Linked DNA regions of Mus musculus: region 2 is linked to region 1. A link is a contact called in public Hi-C data. All regions are on one chromosome and are shown on one strand. The core of a region is the stretch at or near the end of the contact, and the rest is flanking DNA. Distances in the headings are between cores, read along the strand shown. Region 1 holds the start of Rps24 (ribosomal protein S24). Region 2 holds the start of Ccdc66 (coiled-coil domain containing 66).

Region 1 (7,496 bases), core at 2,041-4,540:
CCATTCTACAAGATTAGCTAGCAAAGCTGGTATGCAGCTACTACTCAAAATCACTGTGATCTTAGCTAACTGGAGAGGAAAGCACAAGCCACATTGATCCAACTGCTTCAAAAACCAGCCCATGTAAAAAAAAAAAAAAAGGCAGTCCCAGGGAGCATGACCTGCTCTCCCTCGAGGGGACTGTGTCAACTAACAAGAAAATTTCTACAACAATCAGGCCTTAAAAGCAGCCACTAGGATCGCTGGATCAATGTGGCCTTATGTTGGAGTGTGCTAGTCTACGAGCAGAAGAGGTGGGCCAATCTACTCTATGATACTACCACACTACAGAGCTTCTCAAAACGTTACCTTCTGCAATCCAGAAGAGGGGAAAGAAAAACACCAAAACAGATTATTTAGAAAAGAAAGCCCCTTCTCACAGAAAATATTAAGCTTAACAACTAATGACATTTCTGCAGCAGCCATGAACCATACCTTTTTGCCAGCACCAACATTGGCCTTCGCCGTGCCCCTGACCTTCTTCATTCTGTTCTTGCGTTCCTTTCGCTGTTTTCGGGAGGTCTTTTTCTTCTCATAAAGGCCATGCTATGAGAGAAGAGTGCATTTAATGGAATCCTTCCTCACCACTCTGATACCAGCTCAACCTTTTAAAGCTGCCACAACAGCCAGGCGTGGTGGCGTACGCCTTTAATCCCAGCACTTGGGAGGCAGAGGCAGACGGATTTCTGACTTCGAGGCCAGCCTGGTCTACAGAGTGAGTTCCAGGACAGCCAGGGCTACACAAAAAAAACCAAAAAACAAACAAACAAACAAAAAACAAACAAACAAACAAAAAACCCAAAAACCCTGCCACAACACTGCTCAGCATCTTGTCTTTCAATTTCTATTTCTCCAGTGAAGGAAGGAACACTTTTACTAAGAACCCTACCACCCCACCCCCACCTCGGATCCTAACCCACTCATCTGTTCTTGGCATTCTAGACAGAATCTTCACAAGGCTCTCAGCAAGATTCCCAAAGCACCACTTTTTTTTAAGATACCTAGCCAGGTGTGGTGGCACATGCCTCTAATCCCAGAGCTGGGAGACAGGCAGGATAATCCCTGTGATTTGAAGCCAGCTAGGGCAACACCCTATCTCAAAAAAAAAAAAAAAAAAACTTCAGGAAGTCCTCATGTCCAACTGTTATAGTAGAGAATTCATCATACCAAGGAGTAAATGGACTAAAGAACTCATGAAACTGGGTAAAGTAACTCCCAGTTTGTGGCTAGCCTGTGCTAAAGGCCATGCCTCAAATAAACAACCCAATGAAACAAACAAGAAAATAACTCAGGGTGGGCAACCCATGCCTGTAATCTCACCACGCTGGAGACAGAGGAGGTCAGCCTGGGCGACAGTGAGAAGTCACCTAAAAGAATGAAATAAGCCAGCCAGGTGCATCCTGACCATCAACCAAGCTTGTTACCCATTTTGGACTACATGAAGTTTGTACATTTTTAAAGGTACCATGTGTGCATTGTATATTGTATATGGTAACTTTCCCATTAAATGATACCAACTTTTCCTAGGCATGGACGGCAGCACGGCTCATACAAAACAGTGAGGTATGGCAGTGCACACCTGCAATTCCACTACTTAGAAATAGAAAGCCCAGTAAAGACTGCTAAGTTCCAGTTCAGAAGGCCAGAGAAACTGCATGGAGATGGGCTAGTGGGTAGGTAGAACACCACAAGTTTGGCCCAAACTGCTTATTGTATCCCAATATACACTGGAAAACAAAATCTAACTTGCCATCCTAACTCAGTCCAGGCTGGGATTACAGGCATGTATCCATTAAAGAATAAGATACCTACTCTTGCCAGTCTGTGTTTAGGCTCATTCTTCTTTGCATAATCTAAAGAATCATAGATCATGCCAAAGCCAGTGGTCTTGCCACCACCGAAGTGGGTTCTGAATCCAAATACAAAGATGACATCTGGTGTGGTTTTGTACATTTTGGCCAGCTTTTCCCGAATTTCTGTCTTTGGTACTGTTGCCTTCCCAGGATGAAGGACATCAATGACCTATAAAGAGGTGTAAGAGTCAGTACTCCTTACAAGTTAACTACATCTTCAAAAGCAGACACAAAGACCACATTTTGACTCTGATCCTTACCATCTGTTTCCTCTGAAGCAGACGGTTGGTCATGAACTTCCTGGTCCGGATGGTTACTGTGTCATTCTGCAGGTAACACACAAGTCAGTAAGATGTTAAAAATCTCGTCTTGCCTTTGCTCTGGCCTTTCAGCAATTACTAGCAATGCAGTCTAGAAAGAGGCAGGAATTGGGGACAAGCTATAAAGGAAAGAAAAGGCAAAAAAGCCCCAAAGCAGGCGACAGCGCCTCATAAACTACCATAAAACAACTCATTTTCTCTCACGTCATCCAAACTTCACTTTAGATTATGGCTATCATTTGAAGTACTACTGATTTTGTGATCTCACATATTGATTTGAGAATCCCTGATCACCTGACACTGGACACCACCAGGACTCTCTACATGCTGCAACCAATGCCTCTAGTGCTTGGAGAGAGAAGTCTCAGTGGTTCCCAGCATCTCTCAGTGGCTACCCAGACACAGGACTTCGCCAACTTCTTCCCTAATTAGAGTAAGTACCGCAGTAGCTGGCATTCAGCGAGCTTAAACAGACACGAAAATTAGCAGAGATCAACTCAAATCGGCAGCTTGCACATGGCTGCTTGCCTTCCGAGCTCGACTCGAGGAATCGGGATTAAGTCACCTCGATAGCACCATGCACGAGTCAAAGAACAGCCCGCGCGTGGCGGAAGGCTCAGTCCTCCGCCTCAGAGAAGTGGACAAGGCCACTTTTTGGCGGTCCCCGAGGCACCCAAGTTCTGCTCCACCGCTCAGTCCGCTGGCCCAAGAGCCGGAGGCGCCTTCGTCACCTTGGCCCGCCAGCGCCCGCCTCACTCGTGCCCCTGAAGCTCCACAGGGGTTTCCATAGCCGAGGCCCGGGAGCCCAAAGCCCGGCGTGTTCCGGACGGCGGTGCCGGACAGCCGCGACTCGGCGACCCCGGGCGACCGGCCTCCGTGAGGCAGGCCGGAGCAGAGTAAGTGGGCCCCGGATGGCTGCAGCTCTAGTGGGGTCCCCGAACAGGCAGGGATGGCGCGGATAAGCGACGGATAGTGCTGAGAGCCCGAGGAGACTCACCATGATGGCTACGGCGCCGGAGCTGGAGAGGAGGAAAAGAGGACCGCTCACTGCCGACCAATCATATCAACGCGCAAGGAAGGACCCCAGCGCGGGGGCGTGGCTAAGGCCTTGGGGTAGACTACAGCAATGCCTGACCGAAAGTACTTGAAGCCACGCCTCGCTAGCCCTTAGCCACGCCCCAGACCTGGGCTCTGGCTGGCCTGAATTGGATCCACTCAAATTGATGTATGGTTACACAATCGCGTGTATATTTCCCATTCCCTTCTTTTCCGTCCTGCATTTGTATTTTGTTGTTTTCTGAAACAGGAGTTCACTATATAGCCCTGGCTGCCCTGAAACTATCGCTGTAGATCACGCTGACCTCGAATTCAAGAGAACGGCCTGCTTCTGCCTCCCAGGCACGTTGGATTTGAGAAATGTGCGCTACTTCACCCAGTAAAGTTCGCTTTCAATGTCATTTGTTTAAATCGGCGGTTCTCAGCCAAAGGGTCACGACCCTTTTGCAAGGGTTGCCCAAAACCATCAGGAAACAGATATTTACATTACAAGTCAAAATCACAGCAAATTAATTACAATTAAGTAATTACAATTAAGTAGCAACGAGAATAATTTTATTTTTTAAGTATTTATTTATTTATTTTTGGGTTTTTTGAGACAGGGTTTCTCTGTGCTGTCCTGGAACTCACTCTGTAGACCAGGCTGGCCTTGAACTCAGAAATCCGCCTGCCTTTGCCTCCCAAGTGCTGGGATTAAAGGCGTGCGCCACCACTGCCCGGCAGGAATAATTTTATAGTCAAGAGTTAACACAATATGAGGAACTGTAGTAAGAGGCCGCAGCGTTAGCAAGGCTAAGAACCACTAGTTTAAATCTTAGAGGCAGGTAGTTGGTTTAAATTGTTTCCACTAAGCAGGGCCTAAGAGGTAGAGGAAGGCAGATCTCTGAGTTTGAGGCCTACAAAGAGTTTTGGGTCAATCAGGGTTGCACAGTGAGACGCTGACTCAAGAATAAAATAAAGTGCCGGGCGGGCGTGGTGGCACATGCCTTTAATCCCAGCACTCGGGAGGCAGAGGCAGGTGGATTTCTGAGTTTGAGGCCAGCCTGGCCTACAAAGTGAGTTCCAGGACAGCCAGGACTACACAGAGAAACCCTGTCTCGAGAAACCAAAAAAAAAAAAAGAATAAAATAAAGTAAAACTTGTCTCCAAAAAAGTTCATCTTGAAGGCATTTAAGAAAGCCATTGGGGTCGGGGTGGGGTGGGGGCTTTGATCAGGGCGTAAAGTAAATAAATTAATTAATGAGAAAAAAAAGGCCTTTCAGTCAGCATCCCTGCTTTACACCAGGGAAATAGCAGAAACCTTAACTACTCACCCCTATTGCATTGACGTGACACCACGAGTTGCTAGTGACTTTTTCATAAGGTTTTTCGTGTGTGAGGCTTTAGGTTCTTTAAAACCAGACCTTCGAAGCCCATGCAAGGTCTTGAAAAATCCATTGCATTGCCAAGAATGATCCTGAATTCCTGATCTTTCTGCCTTCACCTCCCAAGTGGGGCACCACACCTAGCAGTTTATTGGATTGGAAGGGAGGATTGTGGCTCTTTTGGCTTTGAGACTTTCTGAGAGTCTTTTAAAAACTTGTGAGTTTTTAAAAGACTGGTTTTTATCCAGCCAGCCTGGATGACATGGCTGGATCCTGGCTCCAGTTAAAATTTTAAAAGAACTGAGGATGTAGGTCCACTCAGTGGCGGAACACTGTCTAATATGCAAAGGCTCTGGGTACAATCTACATTGTTCAGTATGCAATGGCTCTGAGTTCAATGCCCAGCTCTGGATGGAGAAAAAAAAAAAAAAGAAAGAAACTATCTATTTGAACCAGCTGTGGTGGCATACACCTATGAATGACCACACCAATCTGTGAAGTTAAATAAGAGGATTAGCCAAGAACTTGAGGCTATCCTGGGCTACAAAGCAAGCACCAACATACCAACTAGGGTTACATAGAGAGAACCTATCTCAAAATATATTTTGGGTTTTTTTTTGTATGTGTGTGAATCTCTGATCTGACACAAAATAAGCTTTTAATATTGCCTGAACCAGAAGTTAATGCTTTGCATAAAGTGGAGCAAACATGAATTAACAGCATTATTCCAAGGGAAATACCCGAGTACAGGGCTTAGTGTGCAGAGGAGACCAACCTGCACTTCTGCCTGCACACACACAAACACACACAAGTATGTTAAGTCCCCAAAGCAGGCCCCCAAACGGCAGTGCTGACGGCACTATTTTAAAGTGATGGTCTGGACCCCACCAGACCTTGCTAGGAAACAGACTTAAAGCATTTCTCAGAAGCCCTTAACAGCTGGCTGAAGGCTCCTGGCTGTATCTGTCAGTCTCCTCCCTGCCCAACAGAGTTCTCATGCTAACCACCGGGATTTTCTGAGCTGGCCCCACTCCAGCCATATAAGTCCCTAAAACCTAGCAAGGCTTTGCTGCTGGGAGCTGTCTTCTACTGTTCTTAGTGGTGGCCTGGCAGTTGGTTTTGTTTTGTTTTGTTTTGTTTTGTTTTTGAGACAGGGTTTCTCTGTGTAGCCCTGGCTGTCCTGGAACTCACTCTGTAGACCAGGCTGGCCTCGAACTCAGAAATCCACCTGCCTCTGCCTCCCGAGTGCTGGAATTAAAGGCGTGCGCCACCACGCCCGGCTTCTGGCAGTTTTTAATAGACCGTTCTTTCTCTCCTTGGAGAGCTGAAGGGTTGGGTGGGTTTTTGTTGCATCTATTTACAAAACACACAATTCAAAACGAACCATACATATATATTACATATGCTGTGTAAGAATAAGCGTGTTTATATGTGTTTGTATATATGTTTGTACACAAGTATGTAAATAGATATGTAAATTTACTTATTTATACCAGGTGGGATGTAACTGAGCACTGAGAGTATGGAGACAGGATGGCAAATTCAGTACCCGTCGGGACTATATATGGAGAGCCTTTCTCAGGAAACAACAACAACAACAACAACACACACACACACACACACACACACACACACGCGCGCGCCGGTCCTTGTTTGATTTTTTTTTCTATTTGATGTAACTTTTTGACCTTGAGATTTAAAAAAAAAAAAACAAAACTGCGGGGCGTGGTGGCGCATGCCTTTAATCCCAGCACTCGGGAGGCAGAGGCAGGCAGATTTCTGAGTTTGAGGCCAGCCTGGTCTACAGAGCGAGTTCCAGGACAGCCAGGGCTGCACAGAGAAACCCTGCCTTGAAAAACAAAAAAACAAAAAAACAAAAAAACAAAAAACAAAAAACAAAAAACAAAAAAAAAAAACAAACAAAAAAAGCGGTCCATCCGTCTCTTCTGCTGTTTTTTTGTTTTTGTTTTTGTTTTTGAGACAGGGTTTCTCTGTGTAGCCCTGGCTGTCCTGGAACTCGCTCTGTAGACCAGGCTGGCCTCGAGCTCAGAAATCCGCCTGCCTCTGCCTCCCAAGTGCCGGGATTAAAGGCGTGCGCCACCACGCCCGGCCTCTTCTGCTGTTTTGAGAAACCCACCTGAAAAAGCCATTTTCCCCCACTGATCTGCGCGGCCTAGGTGCATTTTCGTGAAGGAGCCGCTAGATGGCGATCTAGAAGGAGGGCTCAAAGCAGCGTCTGCCAAGCCTCTCTTCATAAAGTCCGGCGGCGGAAGAGGAAGCGGCACGTGCGGCGCTCTACGGTGGCCGGGGAGGCTGCTGCAGCTTCCTTACTCCTAAATACCTAAGCACCCCGGGAAGGTGCGGCGACAGTGGTTTTTGTAGTCGCAGCTCCGAGAAGGGCGTCCGGCCAGCCGGCACCATGGTGAAGGAGCAGTTCCGCGAGACGGATGTGGCTAAGAAAATGTAAGGACGCCCCCGAAGGGGTGGGGGTGAGGTGGAGGCTGAGGTCCCGGGTCCCAGAGTGTCCCAGGAGAGGGACAGTTGTTAAGGGAGCGAAGAAAAAAGTTCCAGGATGGGATTTCAGATCCTGGGGTGGGGGGTGGGGGATCCGTGAGGTATAGCGGGGAAAGTGCAATGGACGGAACAGTGTCAGAACGGGCATTCTGGGCGAAGATGCCACCTCCTGAATCCCTGCGCTGATTACTCTCAGCGGACCTCTTCCTCTGGCACGAGGACACAGTTGTGTGCTGACTCAAGGTTGTCAGCTAGAAAGTGGCAGGCTCAGAAACCAAGCTGCTCTTCTGGGCTCTCTGTTTCAAAGCTTAATTATTAAGCCCTGGTTGTTTGATTTTTTTTTTTTTTGG
Region 2 (7,496 bases), core at 3,400-5,899, 3.0 Mb before region 1:
GAGAAAGAGAAAGGAAGAAAGAGAGAGAAACAGAAAGAAAAAAGAAAGAAAGGAAGAAAGAAAGAGAGAGAGAGAGAGAGAGAGAGAGAGAGAGAAAGGAAAAGAAAACAAGCAAGCAGGAGAGAGAGAGGAAGAAAGAAAGAAAGAAAGAAAGAAAGAAAGAAAGAAAGAAAGAAAGAAAGAAAGAAAGAAAGGGAGAGGAAGAAAGAAAGAAAAAAGAAAGAGGGAAACAAAGAGAGGACAAAAGAAGAGATTATAATGTTCAATTCTTTCTTTTCTTTTCTTTTCTTTTCTTTTCTTTTCTTTTCTTTCTTTCTTTCTTTCTTTCTTATTTTAAATTAAAATCTGATTCCTCTGGTGGCGAATCCTTGGGGATCCAACAAGATACTGGGAAACTCTAGCAGTTACATCGTACCCTCTGCTGTTTTGTTCCAAAAAGGACCTAACTCTCTCCTGCTTCCTCTCTTCCTCCATCCAACCTGGAAGTCCCACCTACTTGCCCAGTGATTGGCTCCTTTATTCATTAGGGGATTGATTCACAGGAAGCCACCTGAATATGTGACTCATTCCTCATTCCAGATAACCTCTCCTGGGAGAGCAAGCAGCACAGAGCCATCCTCAACCCCTACCTAACATTTAGGCAGCAAACACTTTTCCTACTGAGTCATCTTTCTAGCCCCCTGAGAATATTGTTTTGGAAAAAAAAAAAAAAAGCCAATCAAGAATCGAACATTAGCCAGGCAGCACTTGGGAGGCAGAGGAAGGCAGATTTCTGAATTCAAGGCCAGCCTGGTCTACAAAGTGAGTTCCAGGACAGCCAGGGCTACACAGAGAAACCCTGTCTCGAAAAACCAAAAGAGAGAGGGGGAGAGAGAGAGAGAGAGAGAGAGAGAGAGAGAGAGAGAGAGAGAGATACAGTGGCCAAGCGTGGACTTGCCAGAGGTCTTGAGGTGCTCCACAAAGGTCGTGGGGGATTTGAAGCATGGGATTGGCGTGGTAGTGACTTGCCAGTGGGAACCTAATGAGCTGGGTGGGGAGATTGAGGAGTTCTGAGTCAGAGTCTCCTCAAGATAAAAACAGGTCAGCCATTGCCCACCAATGCATGGTTGGCCAGGCTGCCAGGGCAAAGAGGCACAAGCGAGAAAGCATGCCGGTTCTACATTCATTCCCCCCTCAACCCCCCAACCCCCTCCCCGCAACAGGTAGGACTGAAGTTCATCTTCATGTGTGGGTCTGGAGTCCCACCAGTAATATCTATTCTAGGTAAGCAGAGTGTAGGAGACACAAGGGCCTTTTGCTCATAGATATTCACTAGGGAAAGCAGGAATGTTAGACACACATGGTAGTCCCTTCAAAAGAAGAGATGTGTAACCCACTTTCTGCCCAGAAGGTTGAAAATGGCCATGGTTGATAGCCCTGTGACCTCTGTGCTTTCTGCGTGGCCAGGCTACATCAGCTTCCCCAATCTCTTACGTTTATCTCTATCTCAGTTACTCTACAGTAATTCTCCTCCCCCCCCCCCCAGGTCCCTATGAGTGCTGTTTCCCTTGAGCCTGCTTCCTTAGTTAATCAATAGAACCTATCCATATGGAGGATGTTACGTGCACTTTACAAGAGTTTAGATGAAATCTTGTCAAGTTTTGTTGTACATACTGCGTTGAGTTATTTATCACCAGAAAAAAGTTTTCCACATTGTGCTGGCTTTAAATATGCCTGAAAAAAGCCACTCGGAGCCAGGCTGTCAAAACTGGAACCAACACTGGCTACTGAGTTGAGTTGAACTGAGCTTTTGCCTTGCCTCCTGCAAACAGACATTTTGCTGGCCCTGGTATTTGCTGAGACCCCCACAGCAGAGATGGGGTAGGGCGAGCTGGCTAGATAAACCAGCTGAGTTAGCAAACTCTGGGCTCCACGTGAGAAAGCCTTCAATATACAAAGGGAGAGAAATAGGGAAGAAAACCCCAGTCTCCATCCACCTGTGGCCTCGCACATGTGTGTGTGCACCCACTCGAGCACACATGAGAACTCACACCTTGCATGTATACATGCCACACTAACTCAAAGAAAAAGGTAAGACTTTCAAATTCACACTACTCTACCTCCCAGAAAATGTCTATTAACCTGCCGACTCTAGCCCTTTTATTTATTTATTTATTTTATATATAACACATAGGCTTTTTATGTAGCTCTTGCTGACCTGGAATTCACTATTTAGATCATGGTAGCCTTGAACTCACAGAATCCCCCTGCCTTAACCCTGCTGGGGTTAAAGACACGCACCACCACAGACAGCTAAACATTAACAGCATGGTCAAATGTACAAGTGTATTCTTCCTCCCCCCCCCCCTTTGTTGTTTTTATCTTTTCTAAACCATTTTGAAACAGGGTCACATGTAGGAGAAGCTAGCCTTGAACTCTTTGGTCTTCTGTCTTAGACTCCTAAGTGCAGGTATGTGTTTCCAAGCCTGCTTTCCAAACCTGTTTGGCTTTCTAAAGAATAATATTAGTCAGGGTTCTCTAGCGTCTGTAGAACTTTTGGAATGTCTCTATATATGAAGAGAATTTATTGTAATGAGTTATAGTCTGCAGTCCAACTAACCCAACAATAGGCAGCTGTAAATAGGAAGTCCAAGAATCTAGTAGTTGCTCAGTCCCACGAGGCTAGTTGTTTCAGCTGGTCTGTATAAGCTGGGATCCTGAAGAAGTAGTTTCCAACAGATGTGCAAGCAGGCAAAGAACTAAGCCTTCCTTCTTCCAATGCCCTTATGTAGGCCTCCAGCAGAAAGTGTGGCCCAAATTAAAGGTGTGTGCCACCACAACTGGATCTGGAACTTGCTCTGTCCCAGGCTGACCTTGAACTCAATGATATGCTTGCCTCATTCTTCTGGGATTAAAGGCATATACTACCTTAACTGGGCCTAAGCTTTTCATGGCCGCTATGCCTCAAGATCTGGATCAAAAGTATGTGTCATCCCAAGTCAAGATCTGAGTCAGAAACCCGTGTCTTCTAGCCTCATGATCTGGATCACAGGTGTGCCCTCCATTTCTGAACTGTAGTTCATTCCAGAAGTTGACAACTAGGAATAGCCACCACACCTGTATAGCCTAGGCTGGCCTCACACTATGGAGGACCCCCAGCCTCTGTCTCCTAAGTGGCAGCAGCTGTGGTTACAGAAGTGTACCAGACATCAACTGTTTCTCTGACACTCACTTTGGTACAGGATTCCAACGGTGTGTGTGGCATGATGGGGAATTGCCCAGTCTTTGAGGATTTCTGTTGCATAGGACTAGACTATCCTCCAAGCCCAGCTACCACCATCTTCAGGATGCTTAAATGGGCCTGTCTGCATAAGATAGCACTCCCTGATAGCAGGACTGGATAGGGAGGTTCGTGGGACTCCCTCCTGAGCATCCCTCTCAGCCAACCAAATCCAATACTGCTGTAATGACACGTGGGCTCTGGGAACTCAAGGGGAGCAGATGCCCAGCTATCACATCCAGCCGTGAGCTTGAGCTTGTCGCCAGCCTTGCTAAGTGCAGACTTTACATTTACTTTCGGATTGCCCAAACTCCTGAAAACCCTCCTGCATGCTCCGGAAGTGACCCTAATAATGTCTCTACTATTGGGATCCTAGGAGGAGGGAGGTAGACATTGCCTTCTTTTATTATTATTATTATTACTAATAATAATAATAATTTATTTATTTGGTTCTTTTGAGACAGGGTTTCTCTGTATAGCTCTGGCTGTCCTGGAACTCACTTTTAGACCAGGCTGGCCTCGAACTCAGAAATCTGCCTGCCTCTGCTTCCTGAGTGCTGGGATTAGAGGTGTGCGCCACCACGCCCGGCTGACATTGCCTTCTTACACTTTACCCTCAGCAGCTTCTTTATGGAAGTGACATTTGTTTATTTTTATGTGGGGATTAGTGGGGGTGGGGATGGGGGTAGGGATGGTGGTGTCTTGGAACTCACTCTGAAACAGGCTGCCGAGGGTGCGCCCTCCCCGACTCCAGTCTGACACCAGGATTGATATAGCTGCAGGAGGCTTAGCCCCCTGACGTGAGTACTGGGATTCTCTGGAAGAGCAACAAGTGGAATTTTGGGCTGAGTCTAAAAGCGTCAGCTGGGGTTATACACATATTCACATTAGATATAAGATCTGTAGTATAATTGTTAAGTGGTCAGTGACCCAGGCAAGTCCTTTTGCCTCTTCGTGCCTCAGAGATAGCACTGCTAACGACGGATATACGAGTTTGGTCCACACTGTGACTGTTGCTGCAGTATTTAAAGAACTTCAGCCTGTAAGGTGTGGGAAGCACGAAGAGACAGAGACATATACTCTGTGTCCTAGGCGTCACAAGTCCTTCAACTAAATAAACCTCTCCTCCAAATATAAAAGAGAATGGTTACATCTGTTGTTTCTGCCTATTTGGAAACCTCCATTAGAGCCAAGGCGGCTCCCCAAGGTTGGCGGTGATCACGAAGAAACCGCAGACGCCCCCGGAGAGGGATCTAGAGTCCGGGGAGGCCGGCATCAACGAACGGACCCGCCAGCATGTCCCACTGTGATTGGCTCGGCTGGCCCCCGGCAACCAATCAGCATAGCGTTTGTTGAGCAGCGGCAGCAAGCTGGGTACACAAGTGACCTGAGCGAGCTGCGGGTGGGCGGCGGGGCCATGAACCTGGGGTAAGCCGGCGGGGACTCGCTGGGCTGTAACTTTCAGCCGGCGCGTGGCGGCGGGCGGGGTTCCGGGTCCAGCGCGGACCGTGGTGTTGGAGCGCCCCGGAGGGGAGATGGCGCCCCAGAGGGCGAGATGCTCGGGGAGCTACGGCTGCCCCGTACTGAGCTGGAGCATCCTCAGCTGGGGCTGGACCGAGTCTGGGGTGCGGTCTTCATCTTCAGAAGTTCATCGTTTTAGGAAAACCAGCCACCAGACCTAGACGTAACCGCGCATCCAGAAGCTGAATGTTAGGTTCTCTTCTGGGAGTTTAGAAATCAATGAGGCAGCCTGCCCCGTAAGCTTGCGGGGCGGTAGTATAGAGACTTAGCAACTTCAGATTCATTCAAGAGGTTGCCTTCTAACGTACCCATGAGCTGTTTGTAGTCCTGCAACGGGGTGGCCTCTGACAACCTATATCTCCCAGATTGTTTCCTTTTACAAACGCAGGCACTTTGATTCTCGCTACCAAAGCAACTCTGAGTTTAAAGTTGCTAGTCAACCTGCTCGCCCTTAATTTCTTGGTTTGGTATTTTCTCTTTGACGTTGTCGTCATTACTGTTCATAGACACATAACGCCCACCCCGTTCCCACCCCACCCCCGTAAGACTGTGTAATACTGTGTGTAGAATCCCATCAGAATTTTGTTGACTTTAATAGACAACGTAAGTTTTGCTGGTAGTGTTTACCGTTTCTTTATGGTGGCGCTTTTGACATGTAAAGTGTCATATTAGCCAAAGTTTATTGTTTATTTATTAAGATAGTAATAGAGTCACTAAAGCAATCGTGTAGTATATGAAATAGTCCAAGTTGTGTGGAATTCTGTATTTAAGCAGCCGTCACATTGGTGACCATTTTAGCCATCTTTCAGTCGCGTCTATTCCTCCTTGGAATCTGTCAGTCATGAAATTGTTAAAAACAAAACAAAACAAAAAACGCATAAATAGCTTATCTATGTCTTGTACCTGGCTAAGGAGTTCTGGTAGCAGCATGGGACTTTTGGTATAGAGCTGCAGGTTAAAGGATGCTGCAATAACTGGGTTGCTTTATTTCTTACCAGTAACAAAAACCAGGTTTCAGGTTAAACATGACACATGCTGGCCTCACTGAAAAGTTGTAAGAAAGTCTTTTGTATTTTTTTCCCTCTTAGGTTAAAAAAAATGTGTATGTATGAACACATATATACACATACTTTTTAAATACTTATTTTAATTTTATGTGAATGGGTATCGTGCCTGCATGTAAGTCTGTGGGCCACTTGTGCTGGTGCCCTTGGTGACCCGAGGGGCCTTTACAGACACTTGTTAACTGCAATGTTGGTTCTGCTTGCCAAGAATAGACAGTGCTCCTCACTGCTGAGCTGTCTCTCCAGCCTTGAAAACAATATTTTAAAATTTAAAGACTACTTTGAGGGAGGTTCAGGCAGGTGAATCAGGAATTCAAAGCCAGCCTGGTCAACCAGCCTGGTCTACATACATAGTGAGTTTGAGGGCAGCTTGGGCTATGTGAATTAAAAGAAACAACCAACCAAAACCCCTGCTTTGATGGTCATGTGATTCCTGTATACATTCAAAGGTATAGGTTTACTTTCAAGGTTCATATAAATATCCCTGGCTGCTATTTAGTGAAAGTTGTTAAATTAAACTTGTCAAAACAATTTTCTTTTATATTGCAGAGATGGTTTAAAGCTTGAAACTGAATTACTGGATGGAAAAACCAAGTTAATACTGTCCCCATATGGTATGCTGTGTTTTTGGACGTCGAAAATGTTTGTATGTAGACTATGTGGTAGTTTAATAGATGTTTGTTTTGCTTGTATAGTTAAATGACACTTGGAAAAAGCCTCTTTTTAATGTCTACAAATTGATATTTATCCAAGTAAAGTCAGATTGTGACAGTGATCACTATTGTCTATGTTGGTTCATAAAATATATTTCATGTGTAATGTTTTTGGTGTTACCATACCTTGTTGCCTAATAAGTAATACAGGTAGAGTTCAGATAATTCTTAAAGATTTATTTATTTATTTTATGCATGTGAGTATACTGTAGCTGTACAGATGGTTATGAGCCTTCATGTGGTTATTGGGAATTGAATTTTAGGACCTCTGCTCGCTCCAGTCAGCCCCGCTCACTCTGGTTGGTCAGTTCCACTCGCTCAGTCCCTGCTTGCTCCAGCCCAAAGTTTTATTATTATACATAAGTACACTGTAGCTGTCTTCAGACGCACCAGAAGAGGGCGGCAGATATCATTACGGGTGGTTGTGAGCCACCATGTGGTTGCTGGGATTTGAACTCAGGACCTTCTTAAGATCAGTCAGTGCTCTTACCCACTGAGCCATCTCGTCAGCCCTGAGTTCAGATAATTATGTTGTGTGAGAAAGTTAAATTTATATAGTACAACTACAGTTGCTAAAGTCTTTTTTAAAATCATTAGTTTTTAGATTCAGTACAGTTTTTTAGTCTTCTCCGTCAATTACTTGCCTGATCACCACCACCATTTGTTTATTGTCTTTCCTTGGAAAGACTATTGAAATAAAAGTGAAATGGGAGTGAATATTTGAACCACCACATTGAAAAAGTGGGAATACTCAGGTGGGACTTGCGGTTAATGCTTTTGGGATAGTAATTTTATCCTAACATCTTAATTCGTTCTTAGCATTTTCTTTTATCACTGCCTTAATATGTTTTGGGTTTTATAGTTTAGTAATTTTATTTTCTTTTGTAGAGCATAAATCAAAAGTTTCTGTGAAGGTAAGCCAAGTGATTTTGACCCTAC

What was found. A called contact is a pair of places that touch in the nucleus more often than the background predicts.
Region 2: a Hi-C map of B cells shows a contact between it and region 1, with 5 read pairs. The contact joins the promoter of Ccdc66 here to the promoter of Rps24 in region 1. A contact is called at or near these places in 1 of 39 promoter capture datasets (pre-B cells) and 1 of 484 Hi-C or Micro-C datasets (B cells).

What each region holds. Positions count from the first base shown.
Region 1 is chr14:24,486,472-24,493,967 of GRCm38.p6, reverse strand. Rps24 (ribosomal protein S24) reads right to left here and starts at 3,290. Exons shown (of 6, transcript NM_011297.3): 1 at 3,210-3,290; 2 at 2,153-2,218; 3 at 1,852-2,061; 4 at 475-585. The coding sequence starts at 3,212. It overlaps Polr3a (polymerase (RNA) III (DNA directed) polypeptide A), which reads left to right and starts at 6,910. Exons shown (of 31, transcript NM_001081247.2): 1 at 6,910-7,095. The coding sequence starts at 7,052.
Region 2 is chr14:27,505,613-27,513,108 of GRCm38.p6, reverse strand. It overlaps Ccdc66 (coiled-coil domain containing 66), which reads left to right and starts at 4,649. Exons shown (of 18, transcript NM_177111.3): 1 at 4,649-4,687; 2 at 6,394-6,458; 3 at 7,446-7,471. The coding sequence starts at 4,677.